Linked DNA regions of Mus musculus: region 1 is linked to region 2. The links are chromatin contacts, called in public HiChIP or PLAC-seq maps. All regions are on one chromosome and are shown on one strand. The core of a region is the stretch at or near the end of the contact, and the rest is flanking DNA. Distances in the headings are between cores, read along the strand shown. Region 1 has its middle 30 kb from the start of C330011F03Rik. Region 2 overlaps Tbc1d5 (TBC1 domain family, member 5).

Evidence for each region. HiChIP or PLAC-seq counts read pairs in DNA pulled down with a chosen protein or histone mark.
Region 1: an H3K4me3 HiChIP or PLAC-seq map of bone marrow-derived macrophages shows a contact between it and region 2, with 5 times the contacts expected there. The contact joins two enhancer-like sites. A contact is called at or near these places in 3 of 484 Hi-C or Micro-C datasets (bone marrow-derived macrophages and cerebral cortex) and 2 of 115 datasets of contacts at active chromatin or transcription factors (bone marrow-derived macrophages and large pre-B cells).

Annotation. Positions count from the first base shown.
Region 1 is chr17:51,476,261-51,480,935 of GRCm38.p6, reverse strand. No RefSeq gene overlaps it. Among named protein-coding and RNA genes, the nearest start is that of C330011F03Rik, 30 kb to the right of the region's middle. Within about 2 kb of position 3,370, at least 23 of the 459 cell types and tissues checked have an H3K27ac peak or open chromatin away from gene starts, as enhancers often do. A contact at or near this core is called in bone marrow-derived macrophages, where this site is marked.
Region 2 is chr17:50,990,768-50,995,095 of GRCm38.p6, reverse strand. The region is part of intron 3 of Tbc1d5 (TBC1 domain family, member 5); the gene reads left to right. Among named protein-coding and RNA genes, the nearest start is that of Gm31083, 110 kb to the right of the region's middle. Within about 2 kb of position 1,280, at least 121 of the 459 cell types and tissues checked have an H3K27ac peak or open chromatin away from gene starts, as enhancers often do. A contact at or near this core is called in bone marrow-derived macrophages, where this site is marked.

The DNA.
Region 1 (4,675 bases), core at 2,121-4,620, 480 kb before region 2:
ACCCTGATATGGAACTTTTACAATTGCCAAAATATATTTATCTCCCCTGCACAACTTGTAGATCACAAGCTAAAGCGGGAGACCTCAATGCTCCCCACATTGCTAAAGTTTCCTGTTGATCAGCCCACATTTAGCTGGAGTGGATGCATCTATTTCTTGTTTTACAAAGGGCAAGATTACTCACGTAGTTGGCAGGTCTGGCTGTATACCCTTTTTCTAATTTCACCTTTATGGCACCCCCTACAATGAGCCAAAACGCATGTAGGAATTTAGCCCAACTGTATCCTTATGTTCTTCCCAGCTGAGCTTACCATAGCATAGAGTGGGGAGACCCAGAGAAGTGAGCACATTACCTCACTTAAAATGTACCTAAGCTGGCTTGAAACTAACTTATTTACTCTCCTCATGGGGGTTGGGGGTCATATGCTTGAAATGATAGCATTGACAGTGTGGATTTGAAACATGGAAGGCATATTTTGTGGGAAAGAGGAGTCTGGAGGCCAGAAACTTTGATTTTATAAATATAGGAAGCAGAAGGCTCAGGATGGGTGGATTGAAGTTTGGATCCCTAGTGGGTATAGAGGACAAGTGTAGGACAAGAAAGAACAAAACCAAACAAGCCCTCTGTGGAGAGCAGGCATGTGTGGACTGCCCTGGCCTCACCCTGAACACAGCACTCAGGCCAGCCAGTCTTGCTTCATGGTGCCTTTGAGCCACACACTGGACTGTGCATTTTCTCCTCTTCTCCATGGGTCCTGTTCCTGTGATGTTTAGGGGAGCTGGAGGGGTGGCTCAGTAGCAAGGATGGGTCATTATGCCATGCTTAGAATGGGAAACTGAAGCTTAAAAAGCGTGAGTGACCTGCCCAATGTCACACAACTGTTAAGAGGATAGAATTGGAAGTGGGCACGGACACAAAAATTTAACCAGAAACAGTCAACTCTTAACTGGAAAATGTGACCACTCTATGTAGTCCATACATTTTCTTTAAAGAAAAGAACAGGCTAGGCCACTGGACTGTGAGAGAAAGAAGATAAAAGGCAAAAAGTGAGCATTAACACAGACAATGAAAGAAATGGAGCCACCAGGCTGCAGCCTGAGTCAGGAAGCCAGTGACAGTCTAGGTGTTGCCTTGTGAAAGACAAGACCCAGTTTCTGGACTCTGGAGTCTAGGATGAGTATAAGGCGCTGTCAGATGAGACTTTCTATTGCCCAGTCCCGGTGACAGGTCACAAGGTAGAGGCAAAAAAAAAAAAAAAAAAAAAAAAAAAAAAAAAAAAAAAAAAAGGAGGCAAGCAGCACATTCTAACCATCATCAGAAGGGACCCCATGTCAACAACTGCTCAGCCACAGAGAAGCGGCTTCTCCAGCCTTACTGTCTCCAGTCCAGGGCTCCAGTGGTCCACACGTGCCTCGCTGGCACCGACATTTCCCTGCATTCTCCACTTCCTACAAAAAAGTATCCACACGGCCCTGGGAGCCTTTCTTCAACTAGAGGTACATGGGTGTTTTTGTTTTTGTTTTTGTTTTTGTTTTTGTTTTTGTTTTTGTTTTTCTGCACATGGAATGTTCTGGAAGCTCTAAGAGCAGGTTTTAGCCTAGGATGACCAGGCTTAGTAGACAAAAAGAGAAGCCTTTTCCCTGCTCCTTTTCTTCCTCCTCCTCCTCTTCTTCTTCGTTTGGAAATACTGCCTTACATTCTCACATGCTGTTTCCCTGAAATGTCTTTTCCAAACCTGAAAAGTCACCTAATCCACTTAGAAAAAAATCCTAAAATTAATTAAAGTAGAACTGGCTAAAGTGTAATAACACGTACCCCTAAGTCTCACTGACATAAAAATCACACTATCTTACAACAGGAATTCTCCCTCAGCCCCATGAGAGCTGGGTTTCTTTACTTGGGACCCTCGTCCTTGTAATGATGCCAGTGTCCTATATTGAGGCTCCCCGGTGTCTTTACCCAGCTTCCATACTGCAGAAAGAAAAATGGATGAGGCTTTTGAGCACCCTGTCTTGGAAGCTGGTGGCATCTCTGCAAATCCTTAGCCAGAACTTGTCATACAGTTGCAATGGAACTTCAAAAGATGCTGGCAACTGCCAGGAAGCATGGACACATTTTGGACCCACAAACCCCTGTGTTACAACCACTGCTCTCTCAAGCTCAACTCAGAAGTGCTTCTTCCACGAAGATGTACCCAGTAATTCCTGCCTCTTCCAAGAAGAATGAATTACTATGCTGTTTGAGCGTTCACAGCGCATTAATAAAACCTCTAGAGCCTGTGAGTCAAATGACCCTTTCACAAGGGTCACATATCAGATATTAATACCACAGTTCATAACAGTAGCAAAATGACTATTATGAAGTATCAACAAAATTAATTTTATAGTTAGGGTCACCACAACTTGAGGAATAGTATTAAAAAGTTGCAGCATTAGGAAAGTTGAAAACCACTGTCCTAGAGTTTTCAGAAGGCCATGTAATTTTGCTCTCACACTATCATATCAGTTCCTCAGAAAGACAAAATAATAATAATGCTTTTTTTCTTCTGTTTCTCCCATATTATTAATAGGGAAGTAGGACTGGGTTGGATTTAATAAATTTTAAGTGAAAAAATGATCTTTTGCATTTAACTTTGACCTTTTGTTTTCCACCCTCCCTAGTTACTGGAGCATAATGGACGCCTACACAAGGCTGTCTTTTACCCTTGATTCAGAAATGCTCCCTTGGCTGCATTTCTCCTTCTGAGAATGGCAAGAAAGCAAAGCCAGGGGAAGAGCCGATAAGAGTACAGCATCAGTACAGCAGTACAGCAGGCCTTGGATGCCCAAGCCAGGTCAGGAATCAACACTGCCCCTCCAGGCAGCAACCCACTCTCCAAGCTGGCCGCACTTCCGCCCATCGCCACCAAGAGCACAGTGTGCTGTGCTCCAAGCCCCTAGGGCAGCTGGCATTTCCAAGTCTACAGTCCAAGACTTTGTAAGAAGAGCTGAGCTGATACCAGCTGAGCTGAACTGATCCTCAGATGGCGAGGATAAATGAAGGGAAAGGAGCTATCTCAGTTCGGGGGCCGGAGGGGGGGGGGGCCTCTGAGAAAAGGAAAAATGTAAGCTTCCTAAAATTCACTACTCTTGCCATATGCTGTGACTTTCCCATTCATACCAGCAACTGCGGGAGACTCGGCTTCTGATTATAACATCAGGAAATTAACGAAGAGTTTATAAATAAGCTCTGACTCAGAGCACAGTCTTCAGGAATGTTCCCCAAGCCTTCTGGGAACTGTCGCTCCCAACAAGCCCTCACTCTCTAGGACAGTTCCTCTCAAAGGCCCTTACTACCTTCTCGGAACTCGGTTGCTTCTGACTTTGCAAATTCTCTGTTTTCAGACTGAGGACTCTCCACGACTTCTGGCTTCTGCCAAAACCCCAAATGGACTGTGGTTGGACAAGACCAGAGAGAACTTAAGGCAGAATGGTGGTTTTTCCTTTCGGTTCCTGTTACTGTCCTAAAGCACTATGACAAAAGTCAGGGGACTAAAGGTTTATTTTAGCTCACAATTCTATAATTGCCAGGAAGTCAAGGCAAGCACATGGAGCAGCTGGTCACATCATCTAAGTTATCACATCATGACAGCCATCTCCTCCCATAAACAACCTGATCTAGACAATTCCTCCATGAGACCGTCTTCTCAAGTATTCTAGAATTATGCTCTTACCATACAGGCCCACCCATGGGCATGTGGGTTTTTGACTATATAAGCAATTTGAGTCACATGTTATTAGTATAGCAATAGCATTCATGTACTCCAGCTTACCCCAGTGTACTGGCTAGTTTTGTGTCAACTTGACACAGCTGGGGTTATCACAGAGAAAGGAGCTTCAGTTGAGGAAATGCCTCCATGAGATCCAACTCTAAGGCATTTTCTCAATTAGTGATCAAGGGGGAAAAGCCCCTTGTGGGTGGGACCATCTCTGGGCTGGTAGTCTTGGTTCTATAAGAGAGCAGGCTGAGCAAGCCAGGGGAGGCAAGCCAGTAAAGAACATCCCTCCATGGCCTCTGCATCAGCTCCTGCTTTCTGACCTGCTTGAGTTCCAGTCCTGACTTCCTTGGTGATGAAGAGCAGTATGGAAGTGTAAGCCGAATAAACCCTTTCCTCCCCAACTTGCTTCTTGGTCATGATGTTTGTGCAGGAATAGAAACCCTGACTAAGGCACCCAGTCCTGTAGAGTGTGTACCAATCTTCAGGAGGAATAATTTTCCTGTCACAGTGCCATTCAGGTCCTGACACCAGATGATTCCAAAATGTCCAAACTCTGTAGCTTCTCTGGGCATCTGGTCAACCTTACATCAGGATGAGGTGACCAGAGACATCCCTGGGGGGAAATAGGCGGGTCTGGTCCTGATGCAAAGCCAGAGCATTTACCCATATGTAAGGGCAAGTTTATATAACTTTTAGGATGCAGTGCAAAGTGAAAAGGTAGAAATTGCCTAAAGATGAATTAAAATCCCAAGGCAGGAATGGTAGAAAGTACTTCTTGGTATGGGGTTCCATGTGACTGCCGCCCTAAGGCTGGCCTTCACTATGTGCTGCTTATATAGGTAGTCCTAAGCAATAAAGGGAAACTCTGGGAATTTCAGGAAAGGTACCTCAAAGCACAGGCTCTCTAAATACAAGAT
Region 2 (4,328 bases), core at 31-2,530:
TAAGCTCTTGGTCTTTTGTTACTTTTAGAAAGGTTGGCTCAGGCAGTTTCATCTTGTTGTTTTGAGAGGGTCTTTTCAAAATGCCTAGGCTGGCCACAAATTTATGAACCTCTTCTTTTAGCTTTACAACTCACAGGAAAGCACACCATGACTTCTGTGACTTTATATCAGTTCTTCCAACAATCCCCCCCCCCCCAAGCCCCTTGCTTCTGAATAGTATTTTCTGAAGACAAAGTCTAGTGCTTTGTTTTCCATAGTCCTTCAATGCTGGGGAATGATCACCCTGGTTGGTCTGGTTTGATCCCATGTTTGGAGATATAAGTCAGGGAGTTCATGCCAATAAACCCTTTATACCCAAGCTAAGCATATGGTGTACTGAAGAAATGACCTTTAGGTCAGACATGCGAAATCCATTCTGTTTGTGCTATGGGTAATATCCTAGCATCTCAAAAATGTCATTCGGGTTCCTTATCAGAAGCTATACTTCTCTAGTTATATTCTGTAGAATGTTATAAGGCTTTTCACTACCATAGCTACCAAATCATACACAATTGTAAGCCATAAGTCTTTTACAAAAACATAACCAGTACTAAAACTACTATAAACCCTGTAAACAGTGTGGTCAGGATCTGCCTGCAATCATCCACATTTGCCTATATGTATAGTTAAAGAGCCTATAGTTAAAGATTCTGAAACAGAATGGTTTTAAGTCTTCCAGTTATACAAGTCACTGATAGAGAAGGAGACATAAACCATGAATGAGTGGAACTTCCACCCCAGTCACTACTCACATTACTCAGATTACCCCAGTGTGACTAGAACACTTTACAGGGCACACAGAGCTGCTTAAGCCTCTAGGATTAGACTGCAGGGGTTCTCTTGGATGAGAGGCTGGGCTGTTGCCCTCTTCCACACAGGGAACAGGACCTTTTTTCACCTAGAGCAGTATTCACCTAAGTAAGACAGAACCAAACAGTCAGGAAGAGATAGATCAATTTCTTCTAGAATGGCTGAGAGAACAGGCAGAGGTTTTGACTTCCTCTGAGTGCCCTGGCCAAGACAAATGTAATTTAGAGTCAATACCACAAGAGCACAGGTTGTAAGCCAGAATGGAAGTACTTTTTACAAGAGAACGATTGTTTACTACAGGGAAACTGGTGGCTGCAACACTTGGGAGCTGCTGGTGTAATCATAGCAAAAGGCAGTAGCCAGCTGCTGTGCAGCCACTTTCACCCCTGGAAAGCAGGATATTGCAGCATGGGTGGTCAGCCCACTGTGGCCTGTGAGCCTTCAGGAAGTCATGTGCTGTCTCAGAGATAGTAATGGCTACAGTCTTGCAATGACTCACTACTTCCCCATTTTAGATCTGTTTCTCCAACCAATATAACTGACAAAAACACACAAAGTGAAATAGACACACATCTCTCATACTGAGAGACACATAGTAAAGTCAGCCAGGGGTGGCTACCATACACTCATGTATCTGAACAGGCCAGGTGAGTTCTGTGATGCAGAATCTATGCTCCTGTATGTCTTCTCCTCTTGTGTCCTACCTAGATGTCACCTCCTGCAGATGACACTTAACCTTTGGAGTCATCCGAATCAGATGACTTTTGTCTTTTGGGGAACTGGATTCAGATGCTTCTAGAGTACTAGACAGTGATTGTTGGGAGAGGTTTTCCCCAGCGCCTGGGATAAATCAAGGTACATACCCTCTAGGACTCCTCTATAGCCAGAGTATTCCTTCCTACTCCTGTGGGTACCATCAGTTTTGGGATCCAGTCTCTAAGGCTCTCACTGGGGCATGGGCACAACCTGAACCTCTAAAATGCTTCAGGGAGTCCACCAGTTATGTCATAGCCCACAGTCAGTTAAAAGTCAATTCCTGTTAGTTGGGAGTACACTTAGATATTCTGTACCTAAATGTAGTATCGGACATTTAGATCAAAGTGCTTTTAAAGGCAAAACCCTATCCTGTATCTCATCTGGCAGTTATAGGTGGATATTTTGTGCAAGCAAGCAGTTTGGCAGAAGCTATAATACACAATAAACTGGAGTTTTAATAAAACAATAAATAACGTTTTGCTCAAGCAGGTAGTGTAACAGAAGCCCAGATAAATTAGCTGGGGCATCTTGACCTTAGTTTTTTAGAATCATTTAAGTAATTTTCCACAGGTTTCTCCATCAAAGAGATCAAATTATAGTTAAATCTGAAATGGACTCAGCAAGAATACAAGGTAGAGGAAACTCTGTACTATCTTGCCCTTTTATAGTAGGAAAGGCCTGTATTGAGGCAGCCTAATGAAACTCCTTATTCAAATATATTTTTCTTGCTTTCTGTTTTCTGTAAGATCAGTTCTAGAAGTGTTTAACAATTGCCTTGCCATTGAATTTTAAAATCCTAGGAAAGTTAACACATTGGTCCAGTTGCATGAATGCAAACTTGAATTAGAAAATGCATTTATTAATTAGGGCATACTTAACATTTTTCTAGATACCTTCTAATTTGTTAGTTTGTATAAAATCAATAACCAATTACTTTGATATCTGTTATGGTGTGTAGTAATAGTTAAATTTGATAATTAGTTTGTCATAGATTTTAAAATATAATAATATAATAATTTTTAATTTTCATTATTATCAAGTTTGTCATTTCTGTTAATAATTATGCATTATAAAATGGTAAATGCAAGTAATTATAGGTTTCAAATTTTATAAGCTATTTTTAAAGTAACAATTCTTTAATAGAAAATACATTTTACAAATTATATATACTTTCTGATTCATTACTTCTTGGAATTTTGAAGGACTCATAATTTTTTTAATTGAGTATGAAGGTTCCAGTGAGTTTGATTTATAGTGATAGATGTTTTGTAATATTAATGATATGCTTGAAAACATTTATCTTGGATTTTTTGTATGAACTTTGAAACTTTAGATTCAAAATTCTTTTAATATTGAATGAATGTATTCAATTATCAACTAAAAAACATGAATGAGATTAGTTACCATTGTTAACAAATGGCAGTTAATACCCTGCAAATAGTTTCTATTTGAATTTTTTAGATACAACAAAAAAGATATTAACTCCCTATAGTGTTTCAGTTAATGGATGTCTTTTCATTTTTATTAAGTTTTGCACACCCATTATTAATACTGTCTTAAGGAACCAAAAAAAAAAAAAAACCAAACCAACTTTTCTTAAGACAAAATGGTGTTAGTCATCCAAAGTTTTAATAAAATTCTTACTTGTATTTTTTTTTTTTAGACTGTATTTATAGATTGTCACTTGATGAATCAGTCTTGTCTAAACAGGGAGAACTTGTAGTGAAATTTCAAGTGTATGATTCATTGACCTTAATATTATTGTCTATGTTTAAATGAATATTTTCTAATACTCTTTGACGCCATGCTTACTTTTAGGAAGCTCTTCTCTAAGTCTGTTTTCGTGTGCTCTCTCCTGCCTATTCAGATTTTATTATTATAGAAATATAATAACTACGATTAACTAAATTACAACATTGTAGGCTGCAAACCTCTCTGGAAATAGGATATGTATATAGTAAGGGTTTGCTGTGGTCATGGCAGATAGCCTGTAGAGTTGGTGTAGCTCAGTGCTAAGTTCCATTACTATTAAAATAAGACCATAACTTAGTATCTTTTGTTAAATATTAGTAAAATAAATTTTTCCTATAGTAAGACATAGTTATGTGCAGGACTGTAGAAGCTCATTATTTTGGAGAATTTTGTGGATCATTGACGCTATCTAGGAAATGTTTTAGAGCCTCAGTATGGCCTTTCTGTTAATCACTCTCCAAGCTGTGTACTTACTTCTAACAGTCTGTAGAGCTCTATTGCTCAGGACTCATCATGAAGTCCTGTGTCATGTGCCCTAAGTTTGCTCAGAGTACAGTTCACAGAAGGTAACTTCTAGTGATAGGCTGTCCCCACCAGCTCAGCAAGTTCTTTCTACAACTATCCATGCCATCCACCTCCACGGGAAACCCAGCAACACCTTCTGCTACTTTCCTTTCATAATTTTCTGAATTTTTTTCCTTTCTTTTTTATAACTTTGTGAGCATGTTTGAGTGTAGATAGTGTATCTGTGTTTAAATGGGTCAGTTCCTGGAAGGTGTGGACATGGGTTGGTTCTTGGAAGCAAGAGATCAACATCAAATGGCCTCTCCTATTTTTTTCCACCTTAATTTTTGAGACAATATTGCTTCACTGAACTTGGTGCTTGTTGATTTGGCTAGACTTAGTGAGTAAGGAGGACCAGGATCTCTGTCATTTGAATTGGAGTTGCAGACATGATAGCCATATTAGCT